Regions from separate parts of the Mus musculus genome. Here regions 1, 2, 3 and 5 are each linked to region 4. Evidence: chromatin contacts called from public Hi-C and HiChIP or PLAC-seq data. All regions are on one chromosome and are shown on one strand. The core of a region is the stretch at or near the end of the contact, and the rest is flanking DNA. Distances in the headings are between cores, read along the strand shown.

Evidence for each region. A called contact is a pair of places that touch in the nucleus more often than the background predicts. HiChIP or PLAC-seq counts read pairs in DNA pulled down with a chosen protein or histone mark.
Region 1: a contact with region 4 is called in a Hi-C map of B cells, with 11 read pairs. The contact joins the promoter of Rab43 here to the promoter of C87436 in region 4. A contact is called at or near these places in 4 of 39 promoter capture datasets (hippocampal neurons, liver and pre-B cells), 1 of 484 Hi-C or Micro-C datasets (B cells), 2 of 115 datasets of contacts at active chromatin or transcription factors (astrocytes and thymic regulatory T cells) and 2 of 9 other capture datasets (adipose tissue and liver).
Region 2: an H3K27ac HiChIP or PLAC-seq map of double positive thymocytes shows a contact between it and region 4, with 7 times the contacts expected there. The contact joins the promoter of Copg1 here to the promoter of C87436 in region 4. A contact is called at or near these places in 1 of 39 promoter capture datasets (liver), 1 of 484 Hi-C or Micro-C datasets (B cells), 2 of 115 datasets of contacts at active chromatin or transcription factors (double positive thymocytes and thymic regulatory T cells) and 1 of 9 other capture datasets (liver).
Region 3: a contact with region 4 is called in an H3K4me3 HiChIP or PLAC-seq map of embryonic stem cells, with 8 times the contacts expected there. The contact joins the promoter of Smyd5 here to the promoter of C87436 in region 4. A contact is called at or near these places in 2 of 39 promoter capture datasets (hippocampal neurons and pre-B cells) and 3 of 115 datasets of contacts at active chromatin or transcription factors (embryonic stem cells and thymic regulatory T cells).
Region 5: an H3K27ac HiChIP or PLAC-seq map of thymic regulatory T cells shows a contact between it and region 4, with 12 times the contacts expected there. The contact joins the promoter of Cnbp here to the promoter of C87436 in region 4. A contact is called at or near these places in 1 of 39 promoter capture datasets (hippocampal neurons), 1 of 484 Hi-C or Micro-C datasets (CD8 T cells) and 4 of 115 datasets of contacts at active chromatin or transcription factors (astrocytes, double positive thymocytes, embryonic stem cells and 1 more).

What each region holds. Positions count from the first base shown.
Region 1 is chr6:87,810,328-87,813,137 of GRCm38.p6, forward strand. It overlaps Rab43 (RAB43, member RAS oncogene family), which reads right to left and starts at 1,452. Exons shown (of 3, transcript NM_001039394.1): 1 at 1,020-1,452. The coding sequence starts at 1,217.
Region 2 is chr6:87,886,645-87,889,344 of GRCm38.p6, forward strand. It overlaps Copg1 (coatomer protein complex, subunit gamma 1), which reads left to right and starts at 1,296. Exons shown (of 24, transcript NM_017477.2): 1 at 1,296-1,428; 2 at 2,427-2,479. The coding sequence starts at 1,392.
Region 3 is chr6:85,430,620-85,433,584 of GRCm38.p6, forward strand. It overlaps Smyd5 (SET and MYND domain containing 5), which reads left to right and starts at 1,357. Exons shown (of 13, transcript NM_144918.2): 1 at 1,357-1,481. The coding sequence starts at 1,386.
Region 4 is chr6:86,437,344-86,440,043 of GRCm38.p6, forward strand. C87436 (expressed sequence C87436) reads left to right here and starts at 1,331. Exons shown (of 10, transcript NM_001364557.1): 1 at 1,331-1,504.
Region 5 is chr6:87,849,811-87,852,849 of GRCm38.p6, forward strand. Cnbp (cellular nucleic acid binding protein) reads right to left here and starts at 1,296. Exons shown (of 5, transcript NM_001347325.1): 1 at 1,094-1,296. Gm44064 (WAS/WASL-interacting protein family member 2) reads left to right here. Exons shown (of 2, transcript XM_030255689.1): 2 at 550-2,503. The coding sequence ends at 1,428.

The DNA of each region.
Region 1 (2,810 bases), core at 202-2,701, 1.4 Mb after region 4:
TCCCAACTTTATAGAAACAAAGAACAAAGTATTCCAGCCAAGGGCAACAGAGAACAGGCCTACAGCCACCCAAATGAGCAGCGAGCCACACCAGCAACAGGGTCAAAAGACTCCCATCCTCGGGCTTCACGTCTGAAAACACAAGACTGCCCCCACCCAGTTCTCTTTAAAGCTGTCTTGAAGATCCTTGTGAACCAGAAACCGTGAAAAACGGCAAAGGATTTCTGCAGGGTGGAAATCAGGAAAGTTACTAAGAGCCTCTGTGCACAAGAACAGCGCTGTGTCCTGTCCAGGATGCTACCTTTTTTTTTTTTTTAGGGAGGACAGACACCTAGGTTAAGAAACTTGATTTCATTCATCACAAATATTATTTATCAAATCATTGCCAGGACATTGTGACAACCACATCCTGCTGTTTCTGCTGGGGTCATTGCCAAAGTTTGCTTCTCTCCCCCACCTTCCGGTATCTGTGATGAAGTTTTCGGTTTCTATCAACCCTTAGTCGGGGAGGCCCCCCACCCCCACCCCAACTCCGCGCTGGCCCTGGTGGAGTGGAGTTCCACCACCGGGTCCATAAAAGAGACCGCGGGGAGGCGTGGCCAGGGAGGAAATTCTGACAAAAACTTTTGGACCTCCGGTCCTAGCAGCCACTACTTCCTGGTCCCTCCCGGTCACGGGGATGTCGTTATTTGGCTGAGTGCTCCCCAGAGGGCCGCGCAGGGAAGGGTCTGTCCCGGCATGCGTGGCGCTCACGGAACGGCCCGCAGGTTGCCTTCCACCGCAAGTTGTTTCGAAGGAGTCCCCAGGCTGAGAGACGGGGGGGCGGGAGTGGGGTGCAGGCTTCCTCCTCCACGCTCTGGCCGCCCACTGTCACCACTCCCAGAGCCCAAGGTGGTGCTTTCGGACCTGAACCCAGCACGGACATCAAGGCCCAAGCCCGTTCTGAAAGAAGGGGAAGCCGAAGGACTGGCCGCGAACCGCCCGCCGGGAGCAAAGCAGCGGGCCGCGCCGCCTCCCACCTTGACCCGCTTGCCCTGGATCTCCAGCGTCTTCATGGTGAAGTCGACACCGATGGTGCTGCCCTGACGCGCCGAGAAGGCGCCGGTCTTGAAGCGCTGCACCACGCACGTCTTGCCCACGCTCGCGTCGCCCACTAACACCAGCTTGAACAGGAAATCGTAGTGTTCGTCCTGATCTCCCGGGCCAGGGCCCGCCATGGCTCCGCGGGAGTCCTGGGACGCAAGGGCCCGGCTTGGGCTAAGGACAGCCGCGGGCCGAGGTCCGTGTGCCCTAGCCGGCCCGCCGCCGGGCTACGTGGAGCGGCGGCGGCACCTGAACGAGCTGCACGGCGGACCGATCGACCGTCCCGCTCCGCCCCGCCCCGCTCCGCTCCGGAGCCCCGAGGACTCGGCTCCGCCCGGGAGCGCACCGCCCGGCCCTCCGCAGCTCTCTGCCAGCCGTCGGTGCCGTGCCGGCCCACGGCTACCTCAGGCCCGCTCGTGCGCCGCCTTCAGGGCGGGGCGAGCCTCCCTGATCCCCAGCACCGCCCATCTCCCGCCACTCCGCCTCTGGGTCCCGCCCCCAGGACCGCCCAGTCTCCCCCTCCCATAACCAACACCTCCTAGCCTGTCAGTACAGTCCCGACCCCCCAGCACTCCCTCTAAGCTTCTCACCTCCCCGATCCTTCTCCGAGCACCGCCCGCACCCCACCACGGCCAAAGCCTCCGACCCTTCTCTCAACACCACCCCAATCCCGCCCTCAGCACCGTTCTTTCTCACTTCTCAGCACTTCACTAACCCGGACTTAAGCCCGGTGCGGATTCGCTGTCAACAACGCCTTGATCCTCTATTTGGTCCTGACCCCGCCCTTAACATCTCTTACCCCGCCCTAATCCTCCGGAGCCTCTTGGCTTGGACCTCGCCTTAGGCACTGCATCCAAGACGGAAATCCACCCGCACCTTTTCGTAGCCCTGGAGCTAACTCCTCCCTAACGCCTCTCAACTCAGCTCTCCGCGCCTCTTCAACTCCGCTTCGGTCCGCTGCGCCCCCATAGCAGGCTTTGGCCCCTATTAGGTCAACAACTCGTTATAATCGCCAGTTCATCATTCCCTAACCTCATGCCCTTCTCAGCCGGGCCCCACGTCCACCCCTCACTGACATGCCTCCGTCCCTCGCCTGGCCTGCACCCAGTGGGGAACAGGCAAGAGTCGTTTCGGGGCAGGGGACAGCTATGGCTGACAATGAAGGGCTGATGAGGCAGAACACAACTCAATGTTCCCTCTTCGGAGAATGGAAAGTTCTGGTGACACACAGTAAAGGCAGCTTCCCTTAGGTGAAAAAGGAAGACAGAGGAAATGAAAATCCTTGAGGGCAGAATGGCCTAGAGTTCCATTTGGAAGAATTGATAGAGCAGACAGGAGTCCAGTCAAACCTGGGGTGGCTGGGAACAGGAGTCCTGGTCCCAGCCAAACACCTCCTGCACAAGGGAAACCTGTGAGTCAGCCAGCTCAGAAGTTTGGCCTGAGAAACCTGAAGTCACAGAAATGGGACCCAGATGTCTGTAAACAGTTTGAACTAGATCAAATAGGCCCCATCCCTAAAAATGAGAGAAAGCTGAGAATACTCTAGCTTCTTTGGACAGCCCCCTTAGGCCCTGCATGGCTATTTGATTCGATAGTTTTTTAATAATGGCTGTTGCAAGCCAAACATTGTTCTAGGGCCTTGAGATCCATCCATGAACGAAAGGCAAAATCCAAGACAAAATCCAAAACTTCCCCAGTAAGGAAGGGAAGAGGAAACTTAAGGAAAG
Region 2 (2,700 bases), core at 46-2,545, 1.4 Mb after region 4:
AAACACTGCCAGCCTACAAGCAGCCTGCCACATAGTAAGTGTGTTTGTTTTGGAGGAGACAGTCTTTAGATTCTTTAAATTGGTGTTATAGGGCAGATAATAAGAATAAAATCTGTTGTTTATATTTTCTATTTGTAACTGAGCTTTTAACCCTGGTTATGTAATGATAAGTCAGACATATTTTGTACTACTGGATAATCATTAGCTTGTCTTTGTTCTGTGAAACTTGTGTAAATAAAGACGCTCTTGGTTGCTAGTCAGTCAGAGCAACAGAAATGGCCTGATCTCTAATAAGTAAGTCAGAGTTACAGAAATGGCCTGATTGCTATCAAGTCAGAGCTGCTAAATTCCCCTAACTATCTGGCTTGGCTTGCCTCACCCTCTCCCCTTGCCTAATACTCATCTTCTCTGTGGGCCAATTTGTCAGCAACAATATTTGAATTCCTTGTCAAACCACAAGTTTTATAGTATTTGGTAGAAAAGACTCATTTAATAATTTTCACAACTGAACCTGGCCCTCAGACTTGGCAGCAAGCACCTTAACTTAGCGGCTGAGCCATCTCATTGGCTCTATTTTTTGAGGTGGAAGTCATGTAGGTCTGGTGCAGGGGGATGGCCTTGAACTTCTCATCCTCCTTTCTCTGCCTCATGAGTGTTGAAATTACTCGCTATGTCCAGTTATATCTCAATGTTAAAGCACAAATGTACATAACTCTATTCATTGCCTTACAAAGCTAGACTCGGATGGAATCGGTTCCTTGGCTAGCAACAGATGCCCTTTTCCCTCTCACCACCATCTCTGTCATGGTGACTCCTCTGGCCTCAATCCTTGGGGCCAGTGAACTTGTTTGAGAGCAGCTTCCCAATAAATTTGCCCTTAAAATATTCTAACCTGACTTGAATTGGCTCATTTTACCGGTGGCGGAAAAATAACCTATTAGTGAGACTTACTTCCGGAAAATGACAATAAAGAGTAGCAGGGAACATGTATGGGGTCAGCGTGCTGCATGCAACCCTCCCATCAGAATGCCCTTTAAATTCAGCCAGGGGTAACTGCAAACACAGCAGCCACAGGACCACAAGGGGGCGCAGAAGCGGAGCACCCGCAACCGCAGGTCTAGGCTCCGCCTCCAGTGTCTAGCCACGCCCACTTTCCTGGGTCTCACCCCTCCCCTTCCGCCCTCTTCCACCTAGGTTTTGGCAATCTCCGGACAGGCAATGAAAAAGGTGGGCGCAGTTGTGCGCAGGCGCAGACAACAGAGTGCGCAGGCGCAGTCCATAGTGCAGTGCTCAGGGCGACGTGGCGGGCGGGAGTACGGAAGCCGCAGGGAGAAGCTGTTCTCACCGCTACTCTGAGCATCTTCCTGCTGCGTGGAGCTACCGCTGACACCATGTTGAAGAAATTCGACAAGAAGGACGAGGAGTCTGGTGAGGGCCCCTTGAAAGACCTGGGGAGGTCAGATCCTCGTAGGGGTTCATGGGACCTTCCTTGGCTTCCTTCTTCCGGGCCTCTGTCAGAGCCAGATCCGAGGCCCAAGAGGGGCAGGGGCTTGTGCGCAGGTCCATCTATATCTGTTCTCGGAGGAAACGTGCTGTTTGCCCTCTCCAGCTCTGGCCAGGATTTCTGCGTGACCTTGTGCGGGTAACACTCCTCTCTGGGCCTCAGTTTCCCCATCTTGTCAGAGGAGGTTCCCAGGCTGGATGTTACCTTGCATTTCACCCGACCTCTTGGTATTTGCTGCGATAATTCTTTGCCTATCTGGGTGTAACCAGTCCTACAGTTAATAACCCTGACCGTTTCATTCATTCAATAAACTACAATTACTGAACATCAGGCACCTCACTGATCATAATATTACAGTAGCTAAAGCAAGTTCGATACTAGATGCCTGCAATAGGAATGTTAGGATGGAGAGCCCAGACAGTAACCAGATAATCGCATGCATAATTTTTTAATGTAATATCTGCTGTCAGGGAAACTCAGTCACAGGTTAGTTAGTGTTGGTTGTCTCCGACACATAGATTCATTTAAGTTCTGGTTGCATAGATCAGTGCCAATTATTGAACCCTAAAATGCTCAGAAAGAATGCTTAGGTGACTGTGAGAGAGCCTTGACGGCCTCTGGTAGATGATAGAGACTTCCTTCTCTCTTCCTCGTGTTTGGCAGGTTTAGGGTCACAGTTCGGGGCTGTAACTCAGTTGATAGAGTGCTTGCTTAGCTTGGGTGAAGCCCTGTGTATGATCCACAGTACCATGTAAACCAGGAGGCCGAGGCGGGAAGATCAGATGCACAAGAGCCGACCTCTGCTACATTTTGAGTTAAAGGCTAGCATGCGATACATGAGAGTCTGTGTCAGCACAGGAAAAAGGAGAAAAGCAGTTCATTCAAGATCACAACCGTAATCAGTCTTCTCTGTGCACTGCAGGTGGAGGCTCCAACCCCCTCCAGCACCTGGAGAAGAGTGCCGTACTCCAAGAGGCAAGTGCCACCATGCCTGTGTCTGGTCAGGAATACCTGCCAGCCCTGCTGTCAGATACTAACATACATGGAGTGCTGGTTTATAAAGCCTGGGTCCAGGAAGATGGGACTTTATTCATTGTATTTGCTAGTGTGGCTAGTATTAGGGCAGCCCAAGGGAAGACTTCTGGTATGGTTAGTAGATAAATTAAGAAAAATAAACTCTTGGGAGCTGGACAGAT
Region 3 (2,965 bases), core at 107-2,606, 1.0 Mb before region 4:
GAGTTCCGCCGCCTGTTCAGAGTGAGTTCCAGGACAGTCAAGGCTACACAGAGAAACATTGTATCAAATGCAATGCCCCCCTCCCCACCAAGAGAGAACTTGTCTTAAAAAAAAAAAGACAAAAACTCAATCACTTACTAAACAATTACTAAGTTATCTCCCCCACCCCCTAAAGTCACTATGAAACGATAGCAGAGCAGACACAGGTCCCCTGTCAACTGGAATAGTCAACTGGGACACAAAACAATAAAAGGTATAGTAGTCAGGTCTAGTTGCAGAAATAGACCTGTCCTCTCTCCCAGCCTCGTGTACATTCATTTTTTGTGTCTACTTAAGGGGTCCTCATATGTGAGGTCCATTTATTACTGCTCCATAAACCACACTCTGCAATGTCAAGAAAGTCCCCAACTACTCTGAGGCACTGATCCAACCTAGTTATTTATAGAAAAAGGAAATCATTTTTTCTTCTTTTTCTTTTTTAACTTTATGCATGTGATTGATTTGCCTTTATGTATCTATGTGCCTGCCTGGTGCCTGAGGAGGTTGGAAGAGGGGTCATCAGAGCCCCCAGAACTGGAGTTACAGATAGTTGGAAACCAGTATTGGAAACCAAACCAGGATCCTCGGCTAGAGTATCACGTGCATTTCTCTTTCAGACAGGTTTCATGTACTCACTACGTAGTTGAGGGTTGACCTTGAACTTCTGGTCCTCCCTGCCCTCACCTCCTGAATGCAGAGGTTATAGGCATAGTCGGAATGCTGGTTTTAAGCAGTGTTGTGGCTCAAAGTTCTGCACTCATGTGTTCAAAGCAAATCTCTCCCAAACATAGAATAAAAATGTTGCCACCAGAGGGAGGGAAAAATTTTAAACCGAGTGAGCCCAGCATCCAACCAGGATGGAGGGTCAAAGCAAAAATAAGACAGTCTTCTCTGGGTCTAAAAACTTTGTTCGGTGTTGGAGGTAATGACGAGGGGCTGCTTAAGCAGGAAGAGGGCTGCAAACTTTTGGCCAGCCTGGGATACATAGTGAGACCCTGTCTCAAACACCAGACAGTGGGAAGAGCAACTATGGACACTTAAGAACACAGCTAGGATAGGCTGGAGGGTGGGGGGTGGGGAGTAGGGGGTCTTCCCCTGAGCTACTCCATCAGCCGTCATTCATGCTGTCCATCCGACATAAGCTACCGAGTCAGACACAGTCTACCAGAAGTCCAAGCACAAAGTCAGGCCAGGTTCCACCCAATCAAGCAACCAAGACACCAAAAGCCTTGAATTGCTAGCCACGTCCCAGGGCGGGGTAAGGTGGGGAAGGGAGCGCTCGCTGGCTCTGTGGGCGGGGCCTCCCGGGACGGGGTCAAGGGTCAGAAGGCAGAGGCGTGCCCAAGATGGCGGCCTCCATGTGCGACGTGTTCTCCTTCTGCGTGGGCGTGGCGGACCGTGCCCGGGGTTCCGTGGAAGTCCGTTATGTGGACAGCATCAAGGTGAGGCCAGGTCGGACCGGGCCCGGAGAGCCACGCGGGGGAACCCACGCTCACATTCTGGAGTCCGGGCCCCTCGGCGCCAGTCTGGTTGCTGCTTGGGCCCGGGGTGCAGAGTCGGTCCTCGTGCCCAGGCTCGTGGCGATATCGCGCGGGGGGAGGGAGGAAAGCCCGGTCCACTGGCGGGTGGCCGTGCTGCTGCTGTCCTGGGTGGAGTTGAGGCTCTGGGTAGACCTGGGGTTGAGGGATATCCTGGGCCAGATTAAAGCCAAGGCTATCTTGGTTAGGCTGGGGCTTAGTTAGCTACTATTCTGGCGGTAGTGAGGGGAGTACTTAGCCGAGGGAACGGAGGTATGAAGCAGACTGGGCTCCCCAGCGACCCTTCTGACTAAGGTATGGGTGGAGACTTGGAAAGAGAGCTAGGGAACTTGGACCAGAACCTACACACCGAGCACTTCTCCTGAAGGGTTTTAAGCAAGAGAATGACATGATTTCGTGATTCGTATTATGGTTCTTTTTTGTTGCTTCTGTTGTTGTGCTTTTTGTTTTTGTTTTGTTTTGAGACGGGGTCTCATTTTGTAACTCCAGCAGTCCTAGAACTCACTATGTAAACCAGGCTGCTCTGCCTCACCAGTGCTGAGATTAAAGACTTGTGCCAGTATGATCGGCTCTATTAATCGTGTTTTATTCCCTGTAGAATAGAAAATTCACATAAGTAAAGGCAAAAAAAAAAAAAAAAAACACTCCAAATTGTTCTTGAGGCTGGACTTGAACTCATCTACCAACACCCAAGTGCTGGTTAATGGGCCTTGTGGCTGAAACACCCCACCTCCATCCCACGTTTTCTTTTAATACATGTTTTCAGTACATCTTTAGTATCAGCGGTCCCATTTCTACTTGGTTAAAGAGTTGATTGATAGCCGGGCGTGGTGGTGCACGCCTTTAATCCCAGCATTTGGGAGGCAGAGGCAGGCGGATTTGAGTTCAAGGCCAGCCTGGTCTAAAAACCTACAAACCCAAGGAGTTGATCAATAAGAGTTTTGGGGTGGGGGGCGCACTTCACTCAACCAAATCCTTCTGTATGGCTCCTTTATGTTGTATCTTCTCAGTCCTGAGAGCAAAGGTCTCTGCTGGCTTCGCTGCAGACAGGCTTTTGTTCTCTCTGGCACTGTTTTCTCACTAGGTGCCTTTGCCAGTTGATATATGCAAAATGCTATGGTTTTGACTTCATTTGCATTCCCCTGGGTAAAAGTCAGGTTAAATAATCATAATAACAACATGCATATCCTTGGTCCTTGACCCAAGATGTTGTCATTTGCTGTCAGCATCTCCATATCTGTCCAGGTTCCCATTTTAAGTTTCTCTTATCTTTCTGTTCCATAGGCATTGAGAGCAAGTACTCCTATCTGCCCATGGGTAGGAAGCTAGCTTGCTGGTCTCCTTTGTGTCCTTAGCTGCTCACATCCCCATTACCACCCAGAGCTGGT
Region 4 (2,700 bases), core at 81-2,580:
TGAAAATTGCAGCCTGGGAGAGCTTGGTGTGAGGACACCCAAGTTGGCTGGTTCTGAAGACAGGGAGGTGAGGATCACAAGGTCTTTCATGAACCACTGCACACTTAATGAGAAAGGAGAGAAACAGCATCCAGAAAGATGTTGTCTGCATGTCTCTCTATTGGAGGGCTTGACATTGAACTATAGAACAAAGGAGAAACACTTCCCAATGCCAGGCAAAGAAATGAGGGTTGATGCTCTCTGGTCACCACTTGAGGCAGTTGCTAGGAACTAACTAGCCATGTGATCCAGGTATAAATATGAATGCTTTTGAACTTAACAGCAAATAAAAATTGTGGCGAGAGGAAACATCTCTTTTTTTAGTTCCTTCAGTTTCTGAAACAATATTAGAAAAATCTGATCCCAGAAAAGGGCCACTGTAACGGAGAAAAGTAAAATTTGGCTAGAGCAAAGCAATTGTGCCTACAGCGCACCACCAGTAGGTGTCCAAGCTATGGGAACACACCGGCCTCACCTAAGGCACCATAGCTTTCCGAGTGTTTCTGAAGTGCGGTGGTGGCACATGTCTTTAATCCCAACACATTGGAGGGAAGAGGCCCGCGGATCTATGTTCGAGACCAGCCTGATCTACAGAAAGAGTTCCAGGAAACACAATATTGGTGCCGGGGATTTACGATTCTGAAGAACAAATATACATAAAGTCTATTTCGGCTCTTTCCAAGGGGGGAGTCGTTCAATAATGTGTAAGAGCGAAGCGAGAGAAAACCATACAAGCTCAGGCGAGCTCTGCTTCCGATTCCAGTAAAACTGTTTTCAGCACAGAATTGTTCAGGTTCGATGTACTAGGGACCACCGGGAAGCCCTTGCTGGTGTGTTCTGTACGTTTAGGTAAAGCCACAAAGTGTCAGCACCCTGAGCCTTCTCTGTAGTTTTCCAAAAGAGAGCACTCCCCTGAAATACTACAAATCCCATGGTGCCACTTCAGCGGAGGTGAGCGGGCCCTTGGCGCACGTGGGCTGATCTGACCAATAACGACCGTCGTTACAAGCAAACAGTTTGGACGTGTTTGTAAAAGTCCGTTTGTAAAAGGAGAAGAGACGCGGCGAGGGTCGTCACCAACGAGATTCCTAGAGTTGCGAGGCAGGTAAGGGGGCAAAGTGGGAGAGGCCAAGCACCGGCGGAGCACGGCTTAGGGTGGGAACAGAGGCGGAAAAAGTGTTCGGGGAACTGCGTGTCGGACTGCTGACATTTTTGCTGGGCCCTCAGTTTGACGCCGCCGGAAGTGGGCGTTTTGCGCAGGATGCCGGGAAGCGGGTCGCATGGGAAGTGCGTTTTCCAGCCGGCCGTTCCCGGAAGCTGAGCTTAGGCGCGCTCCCCTAAACAACACCGAGGAATTGTGGCCCGGACTCTGTTATTTGACAGTGACCGGGCTGATTCTACAATCAGTAAAGGTCTGCGAGCTGTGACGTCTCGATCCAACCAGACAGTTTTATTCCTAAAATGGGTAAATAGCGCCTCCACAGGATCCCTTGTGTGAATGCATGCACTCGAATACTTCTTTCTTACTTGGGGCGGTGTTCACGTGCCCAAAACAGCGTCCCCACACCGACCAGCTCAGCGGCCGCATGGGACAGGGGGCAGCCTACCGCGCCTCGGGTTCCCTCAGCCAGCGCCAGGCGCTGCTCACCCTCTTGCTGAGAAGAGACAATCATCGGGAGACCCTTCAGGTTTCCAGCGGAGCTCCTTCACAAGTCGCGTTCCTTGTGTATCCTTTTTTAAGACAGAGTCTGCAAGCCGGGCGTGGTGGCGCAGCCTGTCATCCCAGCACTCGGGAGGCGAAGGCAAGAAGATCTCAAATTCCAGGACAGCTAGGCTACATAACAGACCTTGTCTCAAAAAGAAAAGAACAAACTGGGTATGGTGACGAGCTCCTTTAATACCAGAACTCTACAGGCAGAGACTGGCGAGTCTCTGAGTTCGAGGCTTCCCCGGTCCATCCCAGGACAGCCAGAGCGATACAAAGAAATCCTGCCCCCTACCTCCCGCCCCACCACACCCCAAAAAAGGAAAATAAGAAAAAAACTCTGTAATAATTCGTAGTGATACATGTTTTCAAATTCGAATAGTAAAAAAAATGAGATTAAACCTCCATTTCTCGGGTCTCAAATTACTGCTGAGGAAATAGACAACTATGCTGTGTCCTTAAAGTCTTTTCTAAAAAAAGATTTTTGTGTATGCATGTGTGTATATCCAGTGTGTCAAAGGAGTTGGACTTCCCAGAATTAAGAGTTTTAGGCAGATGAGCCCTGATGTTACTGCTTGGAACCAAACTTGGGCCCTCTAAAAGAGCAATACACACTTTTAACCACTAGCCATCTCTGCAGCCCCATTTTCCCCTTTCCTTTCCTTTCAAAACCAAGCATAGCATACACAAAGCACTAAGCTTTGTTACTGGTATACAGATCTCAACTGTTTTTAATGGCTTTACAGTCGCATCTTACTCAGCACACTGTACTTAGTTCTTTAATGGAAGTCCTTTTCCTATTCTGCAGGTACAAAATCTCATAGAGGGATATCTGTGATTTGGATGCCAGCCTGGTCCACATATTGAGTACAGCCAGGTGTACATAGTAAGACCCTATCTTCAAAAAAGAGGTGGGAGCTGGAAAGACCACCCAGTAGTTAAGAATACATACTGCT
Region 5 (3,039 bases), core at 46-2,545, 1.4 Mb after region 4:
TGTCGTGGTTTCTTGTCTATTTTGTGTCTTCAAGAATATTGCAAAAACCTAACCAGCCGATTGCTGTGCAATGTCTCCTTTTCCAAGACCCCCACCCCCACCCCAGATGTAGTCACTTCCTCTGAAAGTGCCTGGTGGCCGAGGCCATGTGCTTGACATGTGGCAACAGGCAAAAGGCTTCACCTATAAAATCAACACCTAAACCCAAGTGAGAACGATTAAACCGTCCTAAAACAGGTTTTCACGGTAATGAAAAATCTAGATTGATCTTTGCCAACTCTACTTCCGAGGCTTTCTTGTAATTTATATCCATTTAATCCGAGAAATATTGGCAAGGACTTCTGCCACCCTGATGGCCTTAAAGGCCTGACAACCTACGGGTCCTATCCACCCGGTTCCCGCTCCATTAAAAAAAAAAAGGGGGGGGGGGGGTGAGGGACCTAAGACTTGACTCTCATCGATCCAGGGAAAGGTGGTTTCTTTTGACTAACGATGTCGAATAAGCTGCTTAAGAATACGAACTACAAGAAATCAGGAGTTTGAATAAAGGTCGCCAGTACAGAGAACCGAATCCAGACTCCCAAGCCTTACAGCGGCGTGCGCGGGCTTCGTCACAGGCCAGGTCCTGAGGCCCCGCAGCCGCTGGCACATGGCCCGCCAGGCCTCCACCGGGCGCTCGGCCTGGGGACCTCCACCTCGACCAGGCTCTCGCCCCCGCCACACCGCCCCGTTCCAGGAGTTCCCGCCACACTGGCCCTCGGCGCTAGGCCCGCGCGCGACTCTCCTCGCCTCGGCCCCAAGGGCGCCGGGCCTCGTCGCCACACGGATGAGGCCTGCGTGGCCCTCGGGGCCAAGAGAGGGCCCCACGCTCCAGCCCTAGTGCCAGCGCCGCAGGACGGACAGGACGCCCGCCACAGTACGGCGGGCCAGAAACTGGAGCCGAGACGCCGCTCGGGCCGAGCCCCGCGCCTGACGCAGCAGGGCGCAGGCCGAGGTGCGGCCGCCATCGCGCCTCGCAGTTCCGGCCCTCCGTCCGTCTCGGCCGCACCAACCCCGCCACCTCCGTTGCGCAGGCTACACCCTCGCCTCTCACCTTCGGCGTCTGAGCTGCCCACAGCGGAGGAGACTCGGACGAAGAACCAAGAAGGCGACTCGCAAAGCAGCGGCTGTTTATTTTCAGGGTCCTTGCCTGCGCCACACGCGGGTCTGCACACGGCCCCACACACGCCGCTGCGCACGGCTCTCCTCCGCCTCGCCCACGGATCCAATCAGCGCAGGAAGCCAGGCCAGCCAATCAGAATCGCCCGCTGGGAGCGCGGCCTCGCGCGAGGGCGGCAGGGGCGGGGCGGACTGCTCCACGCCCAGCCTCTTCCGGCCCGCAGCGCTCGCGGCCTTCCCGCCCGTACCTGGGTTCCGTGTCTACGATGAGTGGTTCGCTGCTTTCCTACTAGCAGTTCGTCCCTCGAACCTTTGCTGGTTCTCTCCAGCCTACGGGGCTGATCCGGGCAGTGGTCGCAGCTTGCGGGAGCCAATCTCCCCCTGCCCGGCCTCCCCTAAGCCTGGTGGGGCTCAGAAGCAGACCAGGTTCCAATACACACACACTTAGGTTTGGGGGAAGGTCTTAGTGGCCTGATCATAGAAGCGGCTGTGGCTACCGTTACGGTCCATGAGATGCGTTTGGGTTTTGTGTTTCCTGGGTATAAACCGACAGCGCGCTGCTAGTGCCCCTGGCTTGCAATAGCCCCAAATGAAAATGCCTAATGAGGTTGAAGATGGTGACAGGTGATTTGTGTCACAACACTTCTTGTGACCCATAATGAATGACATCCCTAGGATTTGTGGATGAGAGGAGGCCAAGAAAGTTATTGCCTGGGCTGCCCCATTCAGGAGTGACCGTCGTTTGCATTTCATGGTGTCTCCAAAATAGATTGTGTGTGTAGTCATAGGTCCTCAAAGCAGAAGATAAATTTTTCCTGTAAGTCCTGGGTTTGATTCCCTAGCGTTACCACACACCCTGAAGACAATTTCTATATAAACTAAAGCATTCTAGAACTCTGTCCCGTTTTAATGATTTTTTTAATACAAACATGAAGAATCTGGAAATCTCAAGTCTCTTGAGTTCTAAAAAGTACTAAAATTTGTCTAGATTTTAGTTTCCGCTAGCGACTTACTCTTTAAACTTACACATGGGCCTGCAGAAATGACTTAGAAGTTGAGAGCAGCCAGGCGTGGTGGTGCATACCTTTAGTCGCTTGCACTTGAGAAGTAGAGGCAGTAGGATCTCTTGTCAGTCCAAGTTCATCTAATCTACATAACAAGTCCCAGGTCAGCCATAGCTACATAGTAAGACCTTTGGGCTGTAGATATGGTTTAGAAGAGCATTTGTCTCGCACAAGACTCTAGATTCCATTTCAACAGAAGAACAAAATGTTCAACCATAGTCAGACCCAGTCTCAAAATAAGCAAAAAAAAACAAAAACAAAAAACAAAAAAAAAAAAAAAACACCAGCAACAACACATGCTGCTATTGAAGAGAACCAGAATTCAGTTCCCAACACCTATATCCTACTAACAACTACATATAACTCCAGGTCCAGAGGATCTAATGTCCTCTAACTTAGGAGGTGCACATAAATATACCCAGCCACATACACATAAATCTTTGTTGTTGTTCTCGTTGTTTGAGGCAGGGTCTCTACATGGCCCTGGCCATCCTGCAACTCACTACTCATAGACCATGCTGATCTTGAACTCACAGAGCGTTGCAGATAAAGCAACTGCAGACAAGCAGCATCTTCATAAATTCTAGCAGTGAGTATGTATAAGGCAAAGCTATATATGAAGCCCCTACTGCTTCAAAACACGAGAACCCTAAACTGCTTTTTGCTTTTAAGACAGGATCTCACTATGTAGTCTTGCCTGGCCTCGAACTCAAAGATATCTGCCTGCCTTTACCTCTTTCTACTAGAATTAAAGGTGCATGACATCATACCAGTCTAAATTAATAATTTTTTGACTTGTTCCTAATTTACCATTTTA